7 separate regions of the Mus musculus genome follow, and all the other regions are linked to region 1. Evidence: chromatin contacts called from public HiChIP or PLAC-seq and promoter capture Hi-C data. All regions are on one chromosome and are shown on one strand. Each heading gives the region's core, a stretch centred on a gene start, on an enhancer-like site or on the middle of the called end of the contact. The rest is flanking DNA. Distances are from core to core; before and after follow the strand shown. Region 1 holds the start of Pkp2 (plakophilin 2). Region 2 holds the start of Mapk1 (mitogen-activated protein kinase 1). Region 3 overlaps Ppm1f (protein phosphatase 1F (PP2C domain containing)). Region 4 holds the start of Rimbp3 (RIMS binding protein 3). Region 5 holds the start of Ppil2 (peptidylprolyl isomerase (cyclophilin)-like 2). Region 6 holds the start of Sdf2l1 (stromal cell-derived factor 2-like 1). Region 7 holds the start of Ypel1 (yippee like 1).

Evidence for each region. Promoter capture Hi-C pulls out the DNA fragments that hold promoters and counts their contacts. HiChIP or PLAC-seq counts read pairs in DNA pulled down with a chosen protein or histone mark.
Region 2: a contact with region 1 is called in an H3K4me3 HiChIP or PLAC-seq map of pro-B cells, with 4 times the contacts expected there. The contact joins the promoter of Mapk1 here to the promoter of Pkp2 in region 1. A contact is called at or near these places in 6 of 39 promoter capture datasets (the 3T3-L1 cell line, 3T3-L1-derived adipocytes, embryonic stem cells and 2 more), 1 of 484 Hi-C or Micro-C datasets (embryonic stem cells) and 3 of 115 datasets of contacts at active chromatin or transcription factors (extraembryonic endoderm stem cells, pancreatic cancer cells and pro-B cells).
Region 3: a promoter capture Hi-C map of embryonic stem cells shows a contact between it and region 1. The contact joins the enhancer-like site here to the promoter of Pkp2 in region 1. A contact is called at or near these places in 8 of 39 promoter capture datasets (the 3T3-L1 cell line, the C10 cell line, embryonic stem cells and 2 more), 2 of 15 datasets of contacts at CTCF or cohesin (embryonic stem cells and large pre-B cells), 6 of 484 Hi-C or Micro-C datasets (the C10 cell line, the HPC-7 cell line, embryonic stem cells and 2 more) and 3 of 115 datasets of contacts at active chromatin or transcription factors (embryonic stem cells and extraembryonic endoderm stem cells).
Region 4: a contact with region 1 is called in a promoter capture Hi-C map of stem cell-derived epiblast-like cells, with 5 times the contacts expected there. The contact joins the promoter of Rimbp3 here to the promoter of Pkp2 in region 1. A contact is called at or near these places in 2 of 39 promoter capture datasets (pre-B cells and stem cell-derived epiblast-like cells) and 1 of 115 datasets of contacts at active chromatin or transcription factors (extraembryonic endoderm stem cells).
Region 5: a contact with region 1 is called in an H3K27ac HiChIP or PLAC-seq map of extraembryonic endoderm stem cells, with 3 times the contacts expected there. The contact joins the promoter of Ppil2 here to the promoter of Pkp2 in region 1. A contact is called at or near these places in 2 of 39 promoter capture datasets (the 3T3-L1 cell line and pre-B cells) and 2 of 115 datasets of contacts at active chromatin or transcription factors (cardiomyocytes and extraembryonic endoderm stem cells).
Region 6: a contact with region 1 is called in a FOXA1 HiChIP or PLAC-seq map of pancreatic cancer cells. The contact joins the promoter of Sdf2l1 here to the promoter of Pkp2 in region 1. A contact is called at or near these places in 2 of 39 promoter capture datasets (the 3T3-L1 cell line and pre-B cells) and 3 of 115 datasets of contacts at active chromatin or transcription factors (cardiomyocytes, extraembryonic endoderm stem cells and pancreatic cancer cells).
Region 7: a contact with region 1 is called in a promoter capture Hi-C map of embryonic stem cells, with 3 times the contacts expected there. The contact joins the promoter of Ypel1 here to the promoter of Pkp2 in region 1. A contact is called at or near these places in 4 of 39 promoter capture datasets (the 3T3-L1 cell line, embryonic stem cells and pre-B cells), 1 of 484 Hi-C or Micro-C datasets (embryonic stem cells) and 1 of 115 datasets of contacts at active chromatin or transcription factors (pancreatic cancer cells).

What each region holds. Positions count from the first base shown.
Region 1 is chr16:16,211,848-16,214,609 of GRCm38.p6, reverse strand. It overlaps Pkp2 (plakophilin 2), which reads right to left and starts at 1,265. Exons shown (of 13, transcript NM_026163.2): 1 at 1,015-1,265. The coding sequence starts at 1,237.
Region 2 is chr16:16,981,939-16,984,767 of GRCm38.p6, reverse strand. It overlaps Mapk1 (mitogen-activated protein kinase 1), which reads right to left and starts at 1,386. Exons shown (of 9, transcript NM_011949.3): 1 at 1,029-1,386. The coding sequence starts at 1,141.
Region 3 is chr16:16,910,737-16,913,605 of GRCm38.p6, reverse strand. It overlaps Ppm1f (protein phosphatase 1F (PP2C domain containing)), which reads right to left. Exons shown (of 8, transcript NM_176833.4): 3 at 2,525-2,667. Among named protein-coding and RNA genes, the nearest start is that of Ppm1f, 16 kb to the right of the region's middle. Within about 2 kb of position 1,590, at least 162 of the 459 cell types and tissues checked have an H3K27ac peak or open chromatin away from gene starts, as enhancers often do. A contact at or near this core is called in the HPC-7 cell line, embryonic stem cells and stem cell-derived epiblast-like cells, where this site is marked.
Region 4 is chr16:17,206,704-17,209,587 of GRCm38.p6, reverse strand. It overlaps Rimbp3 (RIMS binding protein 3), which reads right to left and starts at 1,453. Exons shown (of 1, transcript NM_001033338.3): 1 at 1-1,453. The coding sequence starts at 874.
Region 5 is chr16:17,109,522-17,112,617 of GRCm38.p6, reverse strand. It overlaps Ppil2 (peptidylprolyl isomerase (cyclophilin)-like 2), which reads left to right and starts at 1,366. Exons shown (of 21, transcript NM_001252444.1): 1 at 1,366-1,475; 2 at 2,924-2,973. The coding sequence starts at 1,444.
Region 6 is chr16:17,130,843-17,133,720 of GRCm38.p6, reverse strand. It overlaps Sdf2l1 (stromal cell-derived factor 2-like 1), which reads left to right and starts at 1,338. Exons shown (of 3, transcript NM_022324.3): 1 at 1,338-1,597; 2 at 1,928-2,124. The coding sequence starts at 1,411.
Region 7 is chr16:17,068,516-17,071,442 of GRCm38.p6, reverse strand. Ypel1 (yippee like 1) reads right to left here and starts at 1,304. Exons shown (of 5, transcript NM_023249.6): 1 at 1,080-1,304.

The DNA.
Region 1 (2,762 bases), core at 16-2,515:
CACATGGGAGACGGAGACGGGAAGTTTGAGGCTGCATCTTAAAAATCGTATCTATATCTACACATATGGAAAGAGAAAGGAAAAAAATACACAGTTCATTTTAAGAAGATAATATAAAGTGCGAACCACATAGCCTAATTAGGGACGTTACAGGCACTCACTTACATGAGCTTGCAATCATTAAACACCTCTTTACTTTTCAAGTATGCAAACATCAACTGCCCTAACCTTTAGACAAACTGAAAAGCGGACAGCCTCCCAGACTCTGCTATTTGAAATCCACATGCTGGCACGGAAGCATTATTATTCTTAATGGTAATCACATTTACCAGAGCTTCTGATCTTTCTGATCAACCACACTTCTGTCAACTAGTCTGTGTGGTGGGGGGTTGATTTTTTTTTTTTTAATGAGGGCGGTTCTGCACCCACGCATCTGTTGGTTCTGGTGTGTGGGTGTGAGGTGGGCAGGCGGGGCTACCTTCAGCCTGGCCAAAGTCTCCTTCCTCCTTATCCTCCGCAGGGTGTTCAGGTTGCTCCCAGACCCAAAGCCGACTTGCTCAATTTGTTTAGTCGCAGATACGGAGTGGAGCACTTGGACGAGGTAACCTCAATTTAGAGGATGGAGGAACCGCAGGGCTTTGAAGGTTTCTTTCTAAAAATATTTATAGAGAGTCGTAAACTCTAAAACATCTCAATAAAAGCCCAAAGCGCCTTATTCCAGAAGATCAATCTTGCATACCAAAGTCTGCATAAAATTTCAAAGTGTTTTTTAGAATCTCAGGGAGAGAACCCGGAGCGAGCGGCGAAGGGTGAAACCGATCGAATTCTTTAATACAGACAATTGTGTAATTAACAAACGAATAAGGTAGACCAGAACCAAAGGTTAGGGAGGAAGCGTGTCCAAAGCGACCAACCACGAGCCGGAAAAGGTAAGGTGAGCAACAGGTGGGCGGGCGGACACCGGTTCGCACCGGGGAGACCTACGACTAGCACGGCGGGTGGGGTTCGACTCACCGCTGACCGCAGAGCTCCGGCCCCGGCGGGCCAGGGTCTGCTGCACCTGCTCCTGGATCCGCTGGCTCCGGGCCGCCGGGTCGCCGCGGCCGCTGCTGCCGGCCAGCCTCAGTCTGGCCTCGGAGGGCAAGGCCAGGCTGGAGCTGTCCAGGTGACCCAGGATCTGCTGGCCCAGCACAGTCCGGATGTAGCCACACTCGGCCAGTGAGCCGGGGACGGCCATCGCGTCGGCGGAGTGACCAGGAGGGACTGCCAGGACCTGCCCGCAAAGCCGCAGAGGCGTGGGGACCGGCAGCAAACCCCGCCCCGCCCCGCCCCGCCCCGCCCCGCCCCGCCCCGTAGGACCCAGGCCCTTAGGGGACAGGGGCGTGGCTCCTGCAAAGCAGGCGCACTCCGCCCGGGGCGAGCACGTCCTCTGAGGCCCCCACGTATTCTCGGCTCGCGAAGGATTGTGGGAGGAGCTGCCCTTAGGACAGGTGCAGCTGGGAACTTCTGCTGTGAGTAGCACATCTAGTTAGTTAGGGTCAGTTACACTGTTCCAAACGTTCACAGATAATGAAACATGTATGAAATAGACGTATTTTAAAGGTTTTTTTTTTTATCCGTAGTACTTCAGGACGCCGAGCTTTTTGTACAGATGGAGCCCCAGAAACATATGTTCTCCCTCAGTGAAAGCCTCTGCTTGCTCTTGCAAATACACAAATTGTACCCAGTGCGCTCTTGTCCACCCACTTCCTTCTTAAGGAACATGCCCACACAGAGAAACTCCAATAAGAGGCCCAGAGAAAAGATGACTTTTAATACTCAGTTTTAATAGCTCTTCTAACGTTGACTAAGCCCTCTTTATGACAAGCTCTTTGCAGGGGAACTCATGAACGAGGTTTCTCACTTAAATCTCCCGAACTTGAGTTTATCATGCTATTAACTATGCTTCACATGCAATTGGGCTAAGAACAAGAGCTAAGCTCAACAGAAGGGTCCTTGAACTTAAAGTTGACAACCGATGCTACTCTCCACATACTGGTATTTAGACTTGGGAGAAGAAAAGAAAAACATCTATGTTTGTTATCAAGTGGGGTCTTTTCCTTTGGTTGCTAGGGTTTGTACCTTTGTTGGAACAGCTAGGGAACACAACTTCTCTTCTTCCCCGGTTCCTAACTAAACAGTTAATGTGGCTTCCTGTTTTGCCTTCGAGCATCGAGGAAATCAGGGACGAGTCACTCTTTCTCCACAGGCCACATAGTCAAAGGTCATAAGGAAAGCTCTGGAGGTGGGAGCTATGAGGTCAGCAAAAGCAACTGGGCCAGTCTTTAGGTAAATTGTGCCCAAAAGCTTGGCTTGCCAAGTCAGGTGTAAATAATGTACAGATGTGATGCTGAGAGCTTACCGAAAACAAGAATGTTATGACGGTTAAATTACAGCAACAAATCCTGTCACCAGCCCCTTGTAAGCAACCTGTTTCCCTTCATCTATCTCCTAGCTCCTTCTGAAAGTCCCAGGTCTGTTGCTTTAAAAGATAACTGCAGCGCCTGCTTCTGCAGGGCCAGGACTCACTCTGGCTTCTGTACCTGGAGAACTATGATTGGTAAGGTCCCATTCTGCTTTCTTCAGCAAGAGACAAACAGGAAATTTCTCTTATTTATCTTAGGAAGTGTAACTTCACTTTCCTGTTTCTTGTCAAATCACTTTTTAAAAGTTCTGTTGTAATTGATTATCTTATTATGCAGGCTCCAATAAATGAGGATATC
Region 2 (2,829 bases), core at 137-2,636, 770 kb before region 1:
GCAAAGCTTGATTCTAGTTCTTCGCCCTGTAAAAGGACTTCCTTTCAATACCTTATCTGAAAAAGGCTGTCTTCTCTTTCCTCAAGATAGCTAAGTTAAATTAAACTATCTCAGAGACCTTCGATAAATGAACTTGTTTTAGTTAAAACAATACACTTCAACATTCCACATGCAGGAAATCCTGCAAGTGATCGTGCAAAAACTATTCTTGAACACTGAAACGTTATGGGGAAACGATCACAGTAATCGGGCTAAAACATATGGATACATTCACACTGTTAAGAGAGTACTCTTGAGGGTAACGACGGGATAATTTAAAGTCAAATTAGGACTAACTCCAAATACTTCTTAATAATTCTAGAGTGATGCTGGCTTATCCTTTCTGAAACACAATCGGTATATTTAAATCCATTTTGAAACTTCAAGATTTCAATATGTCCACAACCAACGCTGTGTCATTAACGGTTAAGCCCGAGGCAGAAAGCATCATTAGCGCTACTTAAGATATTTTGTGAATGCTGTTCACGTACACAGAAGAGAAGAAAAATATTTTGGTGCTCAGCACACAAGCCTATTATTCCGTCTTGCAAAACCATGGCCGCCGCCACCACGGACAAGCATCTAATACAATTCCTGGCTTTAATCTAATGTCAAGAGGCGGTGGCTATAATGCTATAAATTAGGAGACACAGTGTACTTCCGTTCCCGTCCCGAGGGAGAAGCCTCGAAAGTACGCGCTTTAAGACCAAGCCCCGGAGTCTTCGAGTCCTGGCCTCAATCGGGGTTGCCCCTCCAACCGCAAACGAGAAGCAGCAGAGGAAGACGAGGAGCAACACCTAAGCCTCGACCGGCTCCAGGACCCCGCCCCAGGGCTCCAGGAGTGAAGGCCAAGAAGCCAGGGGTCCGGGGCGCCGCAGAACGCGAGGCCAAGGCGCGGGAAGGGCCGTGGGTGCGTCCAGATCAGCCACAGGCAGGGGGCACAGGGTGACCGCGTGAGGCCGGGCCTGAAATCCAGCGCGGATACTCACCAAACCATGCCGTAGGCGCCTTCTCCGATGTACGAGAGGTTGGTGTAGCGCGGCCCTACGTCGAACACCTGCCCGCGGACCATCTCCGGGCCCGCCGCCGCCGCCGCCGCCATGTTGGCTGCACAGCCGCCGCCGCCGCCGCCGCCGCCGCGTTCGGTTCGACGCTTCGCGGCTGCCGCTCGACTTATGCTGCGCTTCCCGCAGGAACCGCGCTGCCGCCCGTGTAGCCGCCCCCGCCGGCGATCGGGAACGAGGAAGGAGGACAACACAGAGGAGAGAATTAACCGCCGGTAGAACCACTGCCAGCCTTCCTGCCTGACGGGCGGGCTACGAGTGGGAGGAGGGAAGGGTTCGCGTCGAAGGGCGCTAGGGCGGAGTCAAGGGCGTGCGTGTTGATTGGCTTCTCTTGGTAGAGAGGGCGGAGTCTCGCGGGTCGGCGGAAGCAGCGAGGTGAGGCAGGAGCACTGCGGCTGCGGGGGAGGGACGTCATGTGCGCTCGGAGACCCAAGCGCTGGGTAGCTCTAGAGAGCTAGGTTGGAATTTAGGCATAAGGACCCCACAGAGTCCCACCCACTGTCCTGGTGCTGTGCCTGGTCCAGAACGAACTCACACGGGACCAGGGACTTGGCTTGAGACCAGAGGACTCACTGCACACCAACCACGGGACCCCTGAGACAGACCTCTAAGAATACGTGGCCCACATTGTGCACTCTGATGAACTTAGACCATCAGAGTGGGACAGAAACCAAAAAGCATAACCCAGACCCAGAAAAAAACTTTCACCCTGTAATGAGCATAATTTTAAAAAATGCCTTTTAGACATATAAAACTAGATTAAGCAGGAATCCCACAGCATCCAAGGCTGCTCCTGATCCAGAGCTCAGTGACATCACTCACGCAAGATAACCAGATACAGTCCTAGAACCCCATGATGCCCACTGGACAGAATATAAGCAGAGACCAAAAGCAGTGATTTGCTCTACACATCTGGAGAGATACACCTTGATCTGCTCTGTGGCTAGAGAATCCACTCCCCCCCCCCCCCCCCCCCCCCCGCCAGGGTCCTGATCCTCAAATCAGAAACCTGATCTGAAGCTAAGATAGGTGACACAGGTGACCTTGGGGAGACAGGCTTAGGACTGTAAGAAATTTAGACTGTAAACCTTGCATGATGACCTTCAGCATAATAAAATATAACTTTTGTTATACTAACTACATATATCTACCTTCTTGCCCGTGACACACACCTAACAGTGTGAGACATAAGTAAGCAGAAACCAAAACACAAGACATTGAATCCCCTAATTAGAGGTTTGTTCAAGAAGATTTGCTGAATATCTACGGCACTGGAGCCAGCCATGCTTCCAGAGTGAAAAGACAGACAAAATACAATATTTGCACTTAAGTGTTGTGAAGAAATAAAAAGCCAAGGGAAAGTATAGAGAGCTGTGGGTAGGGACACTGGAAAAAGACATAGAAATTTGGGGACTCGGGTCCAGGTGTTGTGCAACAGTTTCCTGAAGGACTGAAACATTCTATGAACTTGAAACATTCTAACTTGAGGGGAAGCTTCTGAAATAGTAAACTAAAAACTAAAAGCAGCAAGGCGGCATGGTGCCTCACACCTTGATTCCCACCACTTGTGAGGCAGTGGCAGGCAGATCGCTTATGAATTGGAAGCCAGCCTGGTCTACAGAGTGAGTTCCAGGATAGCCAAGAATATGCAGAGAAACCCTGTCTCAAAAAAACAAAACCAATCAAAAAACTCAAAGGAGTTTCAGGAAGTCCTTAAAACTGACCA
Region 3 (2,869 bases), core at 341-2,840, 700 kb before region 1:
ACCAGCTACATCTGTAATATCCCAAATCTGTGATCTGTCCAGCTTCCAATCTATAAATGGCTCAGCAGCTAGCTGAGCCTTGGGTAAGGGTCCAGGAGAACTGAGTGAAGTGGCCAGGTCCATCTTCAGAGAATCACACCAAGTGGAAGACACTAACCCCAACTGTCGGCCGTGCGATTCCAGTGATAGGCCTTTTTGAAATGATGAAAACTAGTCACCGTTGGGAGTTAAGGACTGGCTACAGCAGGGAAGGAGAGTTAGTGGCCTGTGGAAGGTTACATGTAGAATCCTTGCAATAAGGAAGCTGGCTTGTGTCTGACCATATTCAGATCTTGTGTGTGACATACTGTTATAGTTTTCTATGATGTTCCTAGGAGGAAAACGGGGTCGTGTATATATAGTCGGGATATCTCTGTTATTTCTCATAATTCACTGCATGCATACTTATTATTTCAAAATAATGTACATGTACATGTAAAAGGTAGAAAAAACTAGAACATCAATAACAAAAGTCCCACCCCAATTTCCCAACCCCCAACCAGAGGGTTCAAGTATCAAAGGCCACAGCAGAGGAACAAGGAGAACTGGGAGAAGTGTGCTTAGTCAGAAGTATGGCCATGGAAGAAACGGGAGGAGTGGAAGAGGCTGGAGGGAGGCATGGGAGGAAAGCAATGAGCAGGGAGAAGGGTAAGTCTAACAAGCCTGCTTGGGGGCAGGCCATCTAGTCTGCTGCAGCCATCATGCTGGGGACTATTAGCAGCAGCTGTGGGAGTGGAGGCTGAGGAGCTGGAGAACTGACTTTGTTAGGCCCAGCCTAGGGACCACAGCTCTAAATGGGACCCTGAAGAACTCAAGTTTCCTGTGTCTAAGCCCATCCCTAACCACATTACTTCTCATGTCTTTCATTTCCTCCTCTGTACACAGGTAGACTCCATGACTACCTGGAGAGCTGTTGTGGTCTCCTTGCTCCTGGAGACTGCTGGTATGGAGGGAACGTTGAGCAAGGCTGGGCCTCTAGGCCTGGGCTGTCTCTTTTTAGCCTTTGGTTACACTGCTATTTCCAGCAATAGGTTTAGACTTGAATTTTGCTCAAGAGGAAGAATGGGCAATTAAAAATGAAGATGGCAAGCCCTACGGTAATGCTCAGCCTCAGGCTCTTGGAGTCCTACCCTGATTTTCTGGCCAAGGGCTATAGTCTTGAGCCTTAGGAACTGCCCGGGAGGTCTATCTTCACAACAATCACAGGGAAGTGCTGGTAGGTGGGCATGGAGGTGCCTTAGTCACATTTCTGCCTGGGGCAATAAGCCTCAAAGAATGTGCTGAGACAGCTGGCAAGAACAGCGTGCCAACAACAGACTTGCAACAGTGCGCAAGGCTACAAGCCTAGGCTTGCATGGCAGCTCTGGGACAGGCAGGGAAGGCGGGGAAGGCACATCCCTTCTCCAGACGCCTGGGTTTAAGGCCTGGTTTGCCGGCTGCAATTCTCCTTCCCACCAGCAGGTGATACTGTCTCCTAGCTGGAGGGGTAAGGATGGGCCTTGGCGGCAGCTGCTGCCAGACTGGATTGTCTGCTGGCTTTATAGAGAACAATGGCCGCCTGTCTTTATGGATAGTTGTCTCCTAGGCAGGGGGCAAGGCCATGCTGGCTTGAAGGCTGGCAGGGAGCTGCGGAAGGGGCCAGAAATGGGGGGTGAGGAGAGTGGCTGGTAGGCGCAAGTGCTAAGGCTGAAGTAGGTTTCTTTTTTCTCCTACAGTGTTCTTTGTCCTTCTACACATGGCCTAAAGCTGGGCAAAGAGAGGCTCCCTCTACTGCCTGGAAACTCGGCCCACATCCTGTGTGCATACCTGCAGCCACCACTTCCCTCCTAATACTTCTGGTACTGCAGCAAAATAGGAGGAAAGAGAGTCATGCAGAAAAAGAGCCTGGATTTTATAAACAAACGCTCTGTCAAGTGGTCTTGGGGCCTCTTGGCGTTTGCTCCCCGTTCTGTTCCTGGGTTCCTTTGGTTTGGTGTACCACTGTAGGGCTCAACTCACTGATGGCTGTAGCCAGTGGACACGAAATGTCCATCTTCGTCACCTCATGATTGGGATCACTGACATCTAATGATCCCAACTAAGGTAAGTCAAGGCAGGGGACCTAGACAACAGTTGCCCCCTCCCCGAGGTGGATGTGCCACTCTGCTAAGGGCCTCGTGTTAGCCAAGGGGGACAGTGAGTACAGGTGAGGTTGGCTGTGTGGCTGTGAACCAACACCTTGCACTTCTCGTGTGTAAGGCAGGACAGGCACCACTCATTTCTATGTGCTCTGAAGCACCATCAAGACAGCACAAAGGTGGGCCACCGTCTCACTGGCCGCCTTTGACCCACGTGCTGCTCAGTCCATTGCAGGTTTTCTATGCCACATCGTGCTCTTGCTGAACTCCAACACTGCTGTCCTGATGGCACGCTGGCACTGACCTTTAGTGTCAATCTGAGTTTGTCACTTGTTAAACAATCCCAGAGCCATATGAGTGGAACTTACAGGTCACGAGGGCTTTCTCTTCTTCCTCCTCTTCCTCCTCCTCCTCTTGTTCAGGCAACCTCTTAAATTCAGAAAGGTCTGTCTGCAGCAGCTGGGAAATTGCCTCGTGGGTCACAGCCACAGCAAACGATGGGGGAGCGTTCCTAGGAAGAAGATGTGAGAGGCGGGGCTGGAGCAGCTCCTGGCATCCTCCACCTTGAAGATGGAGATGATGGCTCATACCTTCCTCTTGGTGTCATCACAAGCAGGTGATCTCTGTCTTCAGGGACCCGGAATGGATATTTACACAACACCAGGGGCACGGCATTTGCTGGGATGTGTTGGAAAGGTATCCTTGAAGCTTGG
Region 4 (2,884 bases), core at 204-2,703, 990 kb before region 1:
AATTCAGTGTGTTGTCCAGTGAGCAGGAATGTGCTGTTGCCAAAGATTCGAGGGAGCCGGCGCGCGTGGGCAGCAGGTCGTTTGGAGAATGAACCCGGACGCCAGTGTTCAGGCTTTCGAGGGATCCGAGTCGACGAGCAGGCTTTGGGGTGCCACCAGTGTTACTCTGGGCTTCTAGGGGCGGCTCTTCCAAGGAATGCGTGGCTTGGGGGTCCGCGGGTCCCGGTAAAGCCGGCTGCCAGCGGAAGTGCTCTAGGATGTATTTAAGGAATAGCTGGCGCTCCACGTCTAGCGCCGCCTGCAGGTGGCGGATGCGCGCGGCTTGTTCGCCGTCGGTCTCCCAGCGCAGCAGCGCCAGCACTTCCTGCAGGCGACAGCGGCATTGTGCCGCGGAGGCTTCGGATGCCCCTGAGCGGCTGCAGTAACCACGGTTCACTAGCTCCTGGGCCAGCTGACGCTGAAGCTCCCTTGCCTGGCGCAATACAACATCGCGCTCCTGGTGTAGCAACTGCTGCAGCTGCCGCATCTCTGCCTCCTTCCAGCGCAGCAGCTGCCGGATCTCGGCCTCACGCTCGCGCTGCACCTCCTCCTGCAGCTGCCGCAGCTCCCGGAGGCGTCGTGCCTCCCACTTGGAGCGCAGATGGTCAGCCAGCTGCTGCCGCTCCTGCTCAGCCGACTCCCGCAGCTGGCGCGTCTGGGTAGCGAAACGCCTCCGTTCCGACCGGCCGCGCGCGCGCTCGCCCTCCAGCTCTGCCCGTAGTTTTTCTAGCTCTCGTCTCTGCTCCTCCAGCACTGCGGCCGCTGGGCCGGGGCTGCTTGGCTTCTTGGGCGACGCGCGGCCACCACCCAAGGGGGTGGGTGAGTCCTTTGTCATTGTGGCCGCAGCCCGGCAAGAAGCCAGAGAGATAGTTTGGTATTGGTAGGCCAGTTAGCCAACGGCCTCCGCCCCCGGCCGCTGCCAACCGCCCCACGCGCCCCTTCCGGCGCCCCTAGGTGCCCTCCGCGCGCCTCTTCCGCCTTGGGGGCGATCTCCCTTATAACCTGTCGCCTCCCCACAGATTGAGTGCCTTTCGCTTCTTCCTAAACTCCTGAGACCCCTTTCAAACTAGCCTCTGAACTTCCCCGGATACCCCGGGCATATTTCGGAGCCCACACATATCTGCTTTAGGGCTTTTGTGACCTGTTCCACTTTCGCCCTGGCAGTGTGCAATCCTTTCCAGAATTAGATCCCCAGTAGGGTTCCTAGATGATCGCTGATCCTGGGCCTGAGTAAAAATGGATTCTGGTCAGATCTCACCTGGCTCTACTAGGGTTTCTGGTCGAGTTTTGAAATTAGGTAAACTTCTTACAAGATCTGCTTAAATTTGTGGTTGAGCTCTGAGCCCTAAGTGGCTATAACTCCTCTGTTCCTACGCAGGACCCAACATGCTAAGCCTTTTCTTTGTTCTTTTTCTTTTCTTTTTTCTTTTTGGTTTTGTTTTTTTGTTTTTTGTTTTTTTGTGTTTTTTTTTTGTTTTTGTTTTTGTTTTTGTTTTTTTTGAGACAGCGTTCCTCTGTGTAGCCCTAGCTGTCCTGGAACTCACTCTGTAGACCAGGCTGGCCTCAAACTCAGATATCCGCCTGACTCTGCCTCCCAAATGCTGGGATTAAAGGCCATCACTGCCCGGTGCCTTTTCTTATATCAACTGAAACTTTGTGTTGTTTGTTTGTTTGTTTGTTTGAGACGTGTGTGTGTGTGTGTGTGTGTGTGTGTGTGTGTGTGTGTGTAGAGCTGGCTGTTCTGGAATTCACTCTATAGAGCAGGCTGTCTCTGCTTCCCCAGTGCTTGGATTGCAGGAGTTGACCAACATGTCTTGCATCTGAGCCTTTTTGAATCAGCAGGTGGCAGTGACTGAGGATTGATTGCACCCACCTCAAACATGCTGGGCAAATTTTATACCACTGAGATTCATATCCTGTCTCTGTTTCTGTCTGTCTCTGTCTCTCTCTCTGTGAAGTAGTAGTAGTACTAGTAGTAGTAGAGACTGAGCCCAAGGTCTCATTTAGTAAGTAATAGGCAAGCACTTTACTATTCATTATATCTTCAGTCTTCAGCCCCTTTAAAAATGTAAGATGTTGGGGCTGGAGAGATGGCTCAGTGGTTAAGAGTACCAAATGCTCTTCCGAAGGTCCTGAGTTCAAATCCCAGCAACCATATGGTGGCTTACAACCATCTGTAACAAGATCTGATGCCCTCTTCTGGAGTGTCTGAAGACAGCTACAGTGTACTTACATGTAATAAATAAATAAATCTTTAAAAAAAAAAGTAAGATGTTAAGATGAGCAGTGGTGGTATATCCTTTTAATCCCACCATTCAGGAGGAGGAACCAAAGCCATGTTTTCTGCAAGATCAGCAAGCACCCATAACCCTTGAGCCATCTTTCCAGCTCCCCAAAACATTAAAAAAAAAATATATATATATATATAGTCTCACTCTGTAGCTCTGGATGGCTTAGAACTGATGTCTACTGGGCTATCCTAGAAGTCACAGAGACCTTGCCTGGAATAAAGGTATGCAGCACCATGCATGAATGTCTGTTTGAAGTTTCTGGTGGTGGTGGTAGTAGTGGCGATGGTGGAATTTTTTGTTTTGTGTTTGTCTTTGTTTTGGAGACAGGGTCTGGTCTTTCTATGTCCTGGCTGACTTGGAAGTTGCTATGTAGACCAGGCTGGGCTCAAACTCACAAAGATCAACTTGCCTCTGCCTCCCAAGTGGGATTAGAGGTATGTGCATGGCACTATACCCATCTCCTTTTTAAATTCATATTTGAGTTAGGATGTTGCTAATTTGTCCAGGCTGACCTTGCACTAGTGGTCTTCCTGCATCAGGCTACCAGACAGCTG
Region 5 (3,096 bases), core at 117-2,616, 900 kb before region 1:
GCCTCAGACTCATAGAGATCTGCTTGCTTCTGCCTCCCAAGTGTACACCACCATACTGGGCTAAAAGATCTTTTGAGGTAAGATTTATTTGGAAGGCAGAAGTTATGAAGTAAGAAGCTGACAGGATGACTGCCTTTGGCTAACTGGGTGGATGGTGGTCCTTGTTAATCCTGCCAAATGAGAATCAGACCAGTGACCCAGATTTTTTGGTTGCATTTTCAGTTAGACAGGGTTATCTCCCTAAAGTAGGATTTGAGAGCATAGTCTCAAAGGAGAATTTTTTTTTTTAATATCCCCCAAACTGCAAGGCTAGGGGGTTTCTAATGTTTTATGTTTATGTAGGAATTTGACAAGACATCTTAAAATTATTTGGTTGAAGATCTTATCAGGAGGTTAGGGTTAGGGTATGGAACATACCATTTAGCATCAAAGTGGAGATTTGGAACAAGGAAATTAAGAATTCTTTGATCAGCCAGGCGGTGGTGGCACACACCTTTAATCCCAGCACTTGGGAGGCAGAGGCAGTGGATTTCTGAGTTCCAGGCCAGCCTGATCTATAGAGTGAGCACCAGGACAGCCAGGGCTACACAGAGAAACCCTGTCTCAAAAAACAAAAACAAACAAAAACCCAGCTTAGGGTGGAGAGATGCCTTAACAAATAAGAGCTGTGCAAGTCTGGCAAAGAGAACCAACTCCTCACTTGTCCTCTGAGCTCTACACTTGTGGCATGGCCACTATTTAACCACACACACAATTTTAAAAAGGAAACTTGGGGCCGGGCATGGTGGCACACTCCTCTAGTCCCAGCACTCGGGAGGCAGAGGCAGGCGGATTTCTGAGTTCGAGGCCAGCCTGGTCTACAGAGTGAGTTCCAGGACAGCCAGGGCTACACAGAGAAACCCTGTTTCGAAATACCAAAAAAAAAAAAAAAAAAGGAGACTTGGGACCCATTCTCCCGGCACATGAGACCCAGACCAAAGATCTGGCCACAGAAGGAGCAGAGAGGGCTTGGTCATCTGCCAGCTGATGGGCCTGAAGGGCGTGGGGACCGAACGAGAGAAGAGTTGAGTATACACATGGACATGGCTTTAGAGAAGGTGAAAAAGGTTGAAGATCTTTAGATACAAAGGAGGTGAGTCTGAGTGAGTCTGCCTAGCATAGCATGGACTGAACAAGTAGCCAGACAGTGCATAGAAAAGTTTTTGAGGGCTTGGGGGAGGCAACGCAGTATGGTGGGAGACAGGAAAAGTGGATTCTACTCAAAGTTAGCAAGCTTCAGCCTAGCACGGTGCCTGCACCCAGCACCTGGACACCTGGAAACCACAATTCCCAGAATGCTTTCTTCCAACTTCCGGGATCCAGTGCGTCGATCTCCGGAAGTAGTTGAGAAAGCGGAGGCGCCATAGTCAGTGTCTGCTGTGGTCTCTTCGGTTTGTTGCCACCATGGGGAAGCGACAGCACCAGAAGGACAAGATGTAAGTTGGGTCGCGTCTCTCGTCTCAGCTCGTCGCCGTGCTGAAGGCTATCATCTGAAAGCCTCAGCTCTCACAGGCGCGGTCTCGTCCCTCAGTGCAGCCTACGCGGGCCAGGGCGTTCTACCGCCGGACTAACTAACTTCCGGGATTTCCCTACCCCTAGCCTTTCTGCGAACGAGTTTTGCCCCTGAGTTGGTTGTCCGCTTCGTCCTGGCTCTAGTCTGAGAGCCTACACACAGGCGACAGCCTTCAAGTTGAAGATAGGCGGGTCGTGCTCCATGTTCCCCTCCCATTTGCTGCTGCTGTACTTTCTGTTTTCTGTTGTCTCTTCAGATGCTCCCCGCCCCTAGCTGCTTGCAAGGATATCTTTGACTTCTGTATTGCCAGATCTAGTATCCAGCTTTTCAGTCCTTGGGCTTCTTCCCTTTCCAAAAGTAGCCTTTAGTGAGATCTTACATGCGCTTAGTAGTTTTTTTTGTTTGTTTTTGTTTTTGTTTTTGTTTTTCAAGATAGGGTTTCTCTGTGTAGCCCTGGCTGTCCTGGAACTCACTTTGTAGATCAGGCTGGCCTCGAACTCAGAAATCCCCTTGCCTCTGCCTCCCGAGTGCTAGGATTAAAGGCTTGGCGCTTAGTAATTTAATCTGCGAATGATCTCTATTTCATTCCTCTTTGCTGGGCTTCCCCTCCCCTTGTCCCAGACCTCGGGGGTGTTTCCTTCATCCCTGTGGTGGATCTGTTCAAAGAGTCTCTTGCACTAAGTCAGCAGCTTTCACTCAGTTCTCCACTTGGAAAACTTACAGCTTTTTCAAAACTAGTATGCTAAAAGGGAACTTGATAATTTTCACACCTAAGCCTGCCGTTTCTTATCCTAGCTCAGTGGTTACATAGTGGGTCCCTGATTTACTATATATAGACTGAAGACAATTCTCATCCTAACAGAAGAACAACCGCACAGAGCAACTGGAGCTATGTTAGATCATGTCTGGGTCCTGCTCAAAATCACCCACCAGCTTCCCATCACACTTAGGCAAATAGAGAGTACTCTCCTTGATCTTTGACTCATTTTTGACTCGGCCGCTGTCCTTGCTTCTGTGTCTTTTTCTGCTGCTACGTACCTCATCACACTCTTCCTCTGCTGTCTCCTTTCTGGAACAGATTCAGCTTGTCCTGTTCCAGCCTCAGTAAGTGTTATTCCTGTAAAGGGCTTCCCCAGAGCTTTGTGTGCCTAGCTCTTCCTGTCAGATAGTCTATAAGTCCAGTTCATTTCCTTCTGGACAAGGTGCTGTTGATGTTTCTTTATCTCTCCATCTTTTGTCCTTCTTATGTGCCACACAATGCAGATGTTTAATGTGATTTGACAAGTGAGTGGGCGTTCTGTCATAAGTTACTTTTACAGCTTCTGTCCTGTCCGTGGCAGGACCCAGTAACACATGCTCTGTCTTCCTCAGGTATATCACTTGTGCTGAGTACACTCATTTCTATGGTGGCAGGAAGCCAGGTAAGGGGATGCTGGTGGTCCTGAAGAATGCTGTCTCCTGTGATCCAGAGCTATCCAGAACACTGACATTATAGTAGATAACGAGACGGTCCATAGTTGATAAAAAGAGGACATATACTCAAC
Region 6 (2,878 bases), core at 89-2,588, 920 kb before region 1:
GTAATGGGATCCAATGCCCTCTTCTAGTGTGTCTGAAGACAGCTACAACTCATATACATAAAAAAAAAAAAACTGTTTTAAAAAGTTTCTGTGAGAGAGAGAGAGAGAGAGAGAGAGAGAGACGGAAACAAATATAAAATGTCATGAGGTGAGGCCCCATAAAAGTTAAAAGAATTTTTGGTTCCCCCATTTTGGCTCTGGAGTGTAAGCAGAGATATTTTGTGTGAGGCTGTGGTCCTTTGTGAAAGGCAGTTCTGGCTGAGCCTTTTGTAAATTATTCTTGTTAGACATTCATGCACGAGATCCCCTCCTTCTCAGCCTCATATTCATGTGTGTGTTAGGGTTAAAGGCCTGACAAATGACTCTATTTTGATTCTAACTATTCTGACACAGCTTACTTAGAAACATGTTGTCTGCCTGTCATCCTCTCTAGGCGGATGACCTCAGACTTATTCTTGAACTTCCTGCCTCCACTACTTGAGGGTTGATTTGCTAAGGATCAAATCCAGGGTTTTGCGCTTGCTGGACTCACTCAACTGAGCTACATCTGCAGACGGAAACATAAACTTTAATGCAAACATAAACTTTACTGCGTATCTAGCTAGTGCCCTAAGTACATGCTTCATCAGCTTCTTAGTAATGTAGCCTGGAGGGGCAGTTCCTTTGTGAATACTCAACAGATGGATGGATGGATAGAGTGAATGTGTGTACGTGAGCGCGCGCGCCAGCACTGTGTGAGTGTGTGTGTGTGTGTGTGTGTGAGAGAGAGAGAGAGAGAGGGCTCACAGCTTTGTCATCCAGCAACCTTAGGATTCTGCCACCAAATGACTCAAGTAGCTGCATGACTAAGAGAATTAAAAAACCATGGGGTCCAGAAACTGATGTGATTCAGTTTGATTAACTCCTGGGGCCAGGAGATTTCAATAACTTTGTTATCTGCCCACTTTGAGACCACAAAATCTCGTAATTAACATAAGAACCTGTAGCTTTATCCCGGGGTCTGAGTGGAGGGACACGAGACTAAAGTTTAGGGGGTCCAGGGTCAAAGGGGTTCCTATACCTACTACACCCGAGGATCTCTAACCGGGAGCCAAGTGACTAGAAGCAACCAACCCGGGTGTGCGGCTTTCCGTGGCCTCTCCGGGGACGCTCGCCGCAGCCACTGCTTTATTGGCGGGTCCTCGGAAGCGTGGACCAGTTAAAATCCTCCTGGTGTCTCCAACCCCTTTCCAGCTACCTCCTTGGAAGCTGGGGGTGGGGCCGCTGCACACGGTCCAATAGCAGTGCAGGAGGAACGCGCGCGCGCAGACGATTGGCTGCCGTGGGAGGGCGCTGTCAGAGCTGGATTGGCCGCTGTTGAGGACGGAAGCGCAGAGGTCTAGAGCAGCTGGAACCTGGCCGGCTGGCGGGATGTGGGGCGCGAGCCGGGGCAGGGTAGCGGGGCCAACGCTGCTGGGGCTGCTGCTGGCGCTCTCAGTGCGGAGTGGGGGCGCGTCCAAGGCCAGCGCCGGGCTAGTGACCTGCGGGTCAGTGCTGAAGCTGCTCAACACCCACCACAAAGTGCGGCTGCACTCACACGACATCAAATACGGATCTGGTGCGCAGGGGTGGTGACTGGGACCGCCAGGGGGCGGAGGGCTTAGAGACTAGGTGGTCCTAGCGGGGTCTGTGGGTTGTCAGGGAGCTGGGTGGTTGCGAGTCTAGACTCGCTTGTGGGTCGTGACTGACAAGCCTGAGGGATCGAGGATGCGCGGGAAGGGGGAGGGCGATGTCCACCGGTACTTAGGGTCTGGCCTGGGCTGGGGTGAGCTCTTTGGATCCTAGAGTGGTAGGGGCTGTGAGGGAAACTTTTTAGTGTTCAAGACGAGGGTCCGGAGGTCTGTGATTAACAAGAATCCACGGGGTGGGGTGGGCTGTTACTCTTCAGGCAGCGGCCAACAGTCGGTAACCGGCGTGGAGGAGTCCGACGATGCCAATAGTTACTGGCGGATTCGCGGCGGCTCCGAGGGTGGGTGCCCGCGCGGACTCCCAGTGCGCTGTGGGCAAGCAGTGCGGCTCACGCACGTGCTCACCGGCAAGAACCTGCACACGCACCACTTCCCGTCGCCGCTATCCAACAACCAGGCAAGCCCCGTTCCGAAACCCACAGAGGCTGCGTGGGGCAGGGACCCAAAGACAGAGGGAGGGATGTAGGGGAGGGGCCCAAGAGGGGACTCAGTGTCAGCTACTGTGAATTGGGAGTTTCTATTCAGAAGTTTATGGAGCTCCTGCTCTGGGTCCTGTCCCCAGTAACTTTCTCCACCGAGTTAGAAGTGAGAGATTAGTTCGTATTTGGACACAGAGGTGGACCCACAGCGCAGATAATAGGAAACTGCAGGAAGGAGAAACTCAGGGCTGGGTCTTAAAGAGAAGTGGGAGCTTCTTCCTACTCCTTCCCCTCTGCGAAAGAGTTCCTACTAAAGTACAGTGTTCATTGCAGCTGGTCTGGGAGGGACGCAGGGAGAATCTGACAGTGCTTTGGAGAGTTTCAGGGGGAAAATGTTGGAGGGGAATTTGGGGGTAAGGCCAGTTGGCACTACACAGTCTGATACAAGAGGCTCTATGCACCTGAAGAATGGGGTGAGAGTCTATTTTGAGACCAGATTTCTCTATGTAGCCCTGGCTGTCCTAGAACACACTATGTAGACCAGGCTGGCCTTAAACCCCCCAGAGATCTGCCTGCCTATACCTTCTGAGTGCTACGCTTAAAGGCGTGTGCCGCTGAGCCTAGCTAGGGCAGGACTCTTGGCTTCCATTTTCATAGCTGTGAATGCTGAAGGTCAGGAAAAGGAGCAGAGGCCCCAGGATACTAGGTGCAAATATGACGGCCAGACATGCA
Region 7 (2,927 bases), core at 55-2,554, 860 kb before region 1:
CCCTTGGCTAGGAACACATAGACCTAGGGATCCTGGTAGCAAAACTCTTCAAATACAGCACCCCTGACTTTTTTAAGAGCCCACAGTATGGCTGGAGAGATGGGCTGACATCCTTTAGCACCTGCTGCTCTTGTGGAGGATCCATAACTTCGGCTCTAGGGGATCCGATGCCCTCTTCTGGCTTCTCTAGATACCAGGCACACACACGGTGAATATACATGTGTGTGTGTGTTTATTTATTTGTACCCCACCATACACATGCACACAGACACCCACTGGACCAGCCCCTAGGGGAGAGGGAGACGGGTACTCAGCAAACATTTGTTAACACATCTACCAGAACACAGCAGAGGTAAAGGGCCCTGGGTGATGGGTGAGGGTGGCTTACTCAGAGGGGCCTGGAGAAGTTCCCCAGAGGAGGTGAGCCTGGTCTTGGAACTTCAGCGGAGCGAGGAGGAGTATGGTCAATTCTTTGACAAGATACATTAGTTAAGGTGAATACATTGTGGATACTTATAAGGCAACTGAATTAGAAAGACCTTGGGCTGAAAAATGATGTTTTCAACGTCTATTATCTATCCAAAACAGAATTCTGCCGGCTTTCTATCCTGGAGCTCAGTACACGATCGAAGATGACCATTTGTGCAGTTATTGAGTAGAGAATATCTTATTTAGTTGCTACTGTTAGCAATTTACATTGATAAAGCCTAGAGCCACAAGTGGTAAACAATGAGGACAATTCCCTTTAGTTATTATTGTACAGGCAACTTGAAAATGCCACCCCATAATATTCTTTTATTGGAGGTATCTTCTGTATTTATTTCTTTCCCCATTTTTTAAGGTAGGGGAAAAAACAATGGGGGGGGGGGGGCGAAGAAAAAAGAAAGAAAGAAAGACCGGGATTTTGCGTTGTCTTCTAATGACCCAAATACCAACAGTTCGGAACATCAGAACAAAAAGTCAACGCATCCTCCGCACTCCCGCCCGGCCCGCCCGCGCCCAACAGGTGCTTCCCCGCCTCCCGGAGCCGGAGATCCTCAGGTCTCCGCAGAGAACCCCTGAGGCCCGCCCGTACTCACGGCCGCTCCGCGGTCCGCTGCGCCCATCCGGCCCAGGCTCGGTCGGCGCGAGCTCGGTTTTCAGGCGGTCCCGGTGTGACCCGGGACGCGCTCCGGCCGTTGGCGCCCACTCCGGGCGCGAGGCATCCTCCTGCCGCCGCCTCGCGGGCCGCCTGCCCTTTGTTTTGGACCCGTAGCCCAGCCCAGCCGCCATAAACGGCCTCGGAACGTGGCGATGCCCAATCAGTGTCCGAGCCCCGCCCTCGCGTTCCCGCCGCTCCGCCCCTCCACGCTCCCCGCCCCTCGCCCTGCCCCACGCGTCCACCCGCGCCCCGCTGCGCTCGGGGGACTGGGCTGGAACGTGTCCGGGTGGAGCTCGCCAGGAGTCCGGTGGGCTGGCCTGACGAGGAACCCAGGCGAACCGGCAGGTCGCGGGGCCGGTGGGGAGGTAGGGTCCTGGAAGGCCAAAGGACCGAGATTTTCCACAGGTTTGCGCCTCAGGCTGCAGGCAGGAGGACCTCTGCAGCTGGGTCCCTAGAGCGCAAGCTTCTTCCCTCTCTCCATACTGACCACCCTTTCTCCACTCTCCAAGTCGCCATCCAAGAGCCTCCAGGTCTGCGTGGACTTGAATTATGGAACCCCAGATTAGATTTCCTACCCACAAAACACAGGCAGTATCACCCAGTCTCCATGCCCACATCTGCGCTTCTTCTGTTATTTTTTTCTTAGTCTCTTTAGATCGATTTTTCAAAGCACACTGCTGAGGGTGAATGTACACATTGCAGGACGTATTTGCGCCCTCTAGAGTGTGCTTGTTAGGATTTATTGTATTGAGGATACCCCTAATTGATTAGATTGTGGGCCCTTTGAGTTGCCATTTACTTAGTGAGTCTCCCAAGTGACTGATTACTCTATTTTTGTATTCGTCCTAGCTAGGGAGTCTCATGTTTTTTTGGCTTTTAGAATATGATCTCTGTAATTCTGTAATTCAAGCTGGCCTCAACTATGTAGCTCAAACATGATCTTGAACTTTATATTTTAAGCTTATTGTGTGAATAAGCACATGCCTGTGCACCAGAGGTTAGCTCTGCTTCTCACCTACCATATTGATCCTGGATTTGAACTCAGGTCAGCAGGCTTGATAGCGGCACCCTCACTCACTGAACCATCTGGCTGACTCTTCTATTTTTAAAGAATTTAAGCGGGAGAGATGGCTCAGCAGTTAATAGCACTGACTGCTCTTCCAGAGGTCCTGATTTCAACTCCCAGCAACCACATGGATTGCTCACAACCATCTGTAACGGGATCTGATGCCCTCTTCTGGTGTGTCTGAAGACAGCGACAGTGTATTCACATACATGAAATAAATAAATCTTTTAAAAAATGTGTTTTTTTTAATAGCTTAGAAAATAGTAGGTTTATATACGGCATTTTCCTATTTCCTTAGCATTGGTTAGGCCTCCTCCAGCCTTCCTTTCCTACCCATCCCACTTCTAACACCTACCTGTTCATATCATGGATACTCCAGTGCCCTTTTCCAGCGTCCTGACTTCTGGAAGCACTCCAGGAAAAACACACAAATCCAAACATTTCAAGCAGCTAGAATCTGCTTTGAGAGAGAACATGTATCATTTGATCTTCAACATTTTTTCTGTCTGCTGGGAGCAGTGGTGCATGCTTTTAATTGTAGTGCTTGGGGGTGGGAGACAGAGACAGGTGGGTCTCTGTGAGTTCAAAGCCAGCCTGGTCTACATACCAAGTTTCAGGTCATCAAGAGCTATGTAGGAGAGAGACCCTGCTTTAGGAAAAAGAGCTGCCATCCTTTTAAAGCTCATGGAAACCTCTGTACCCCTTCAGTTTCAGTCTGTA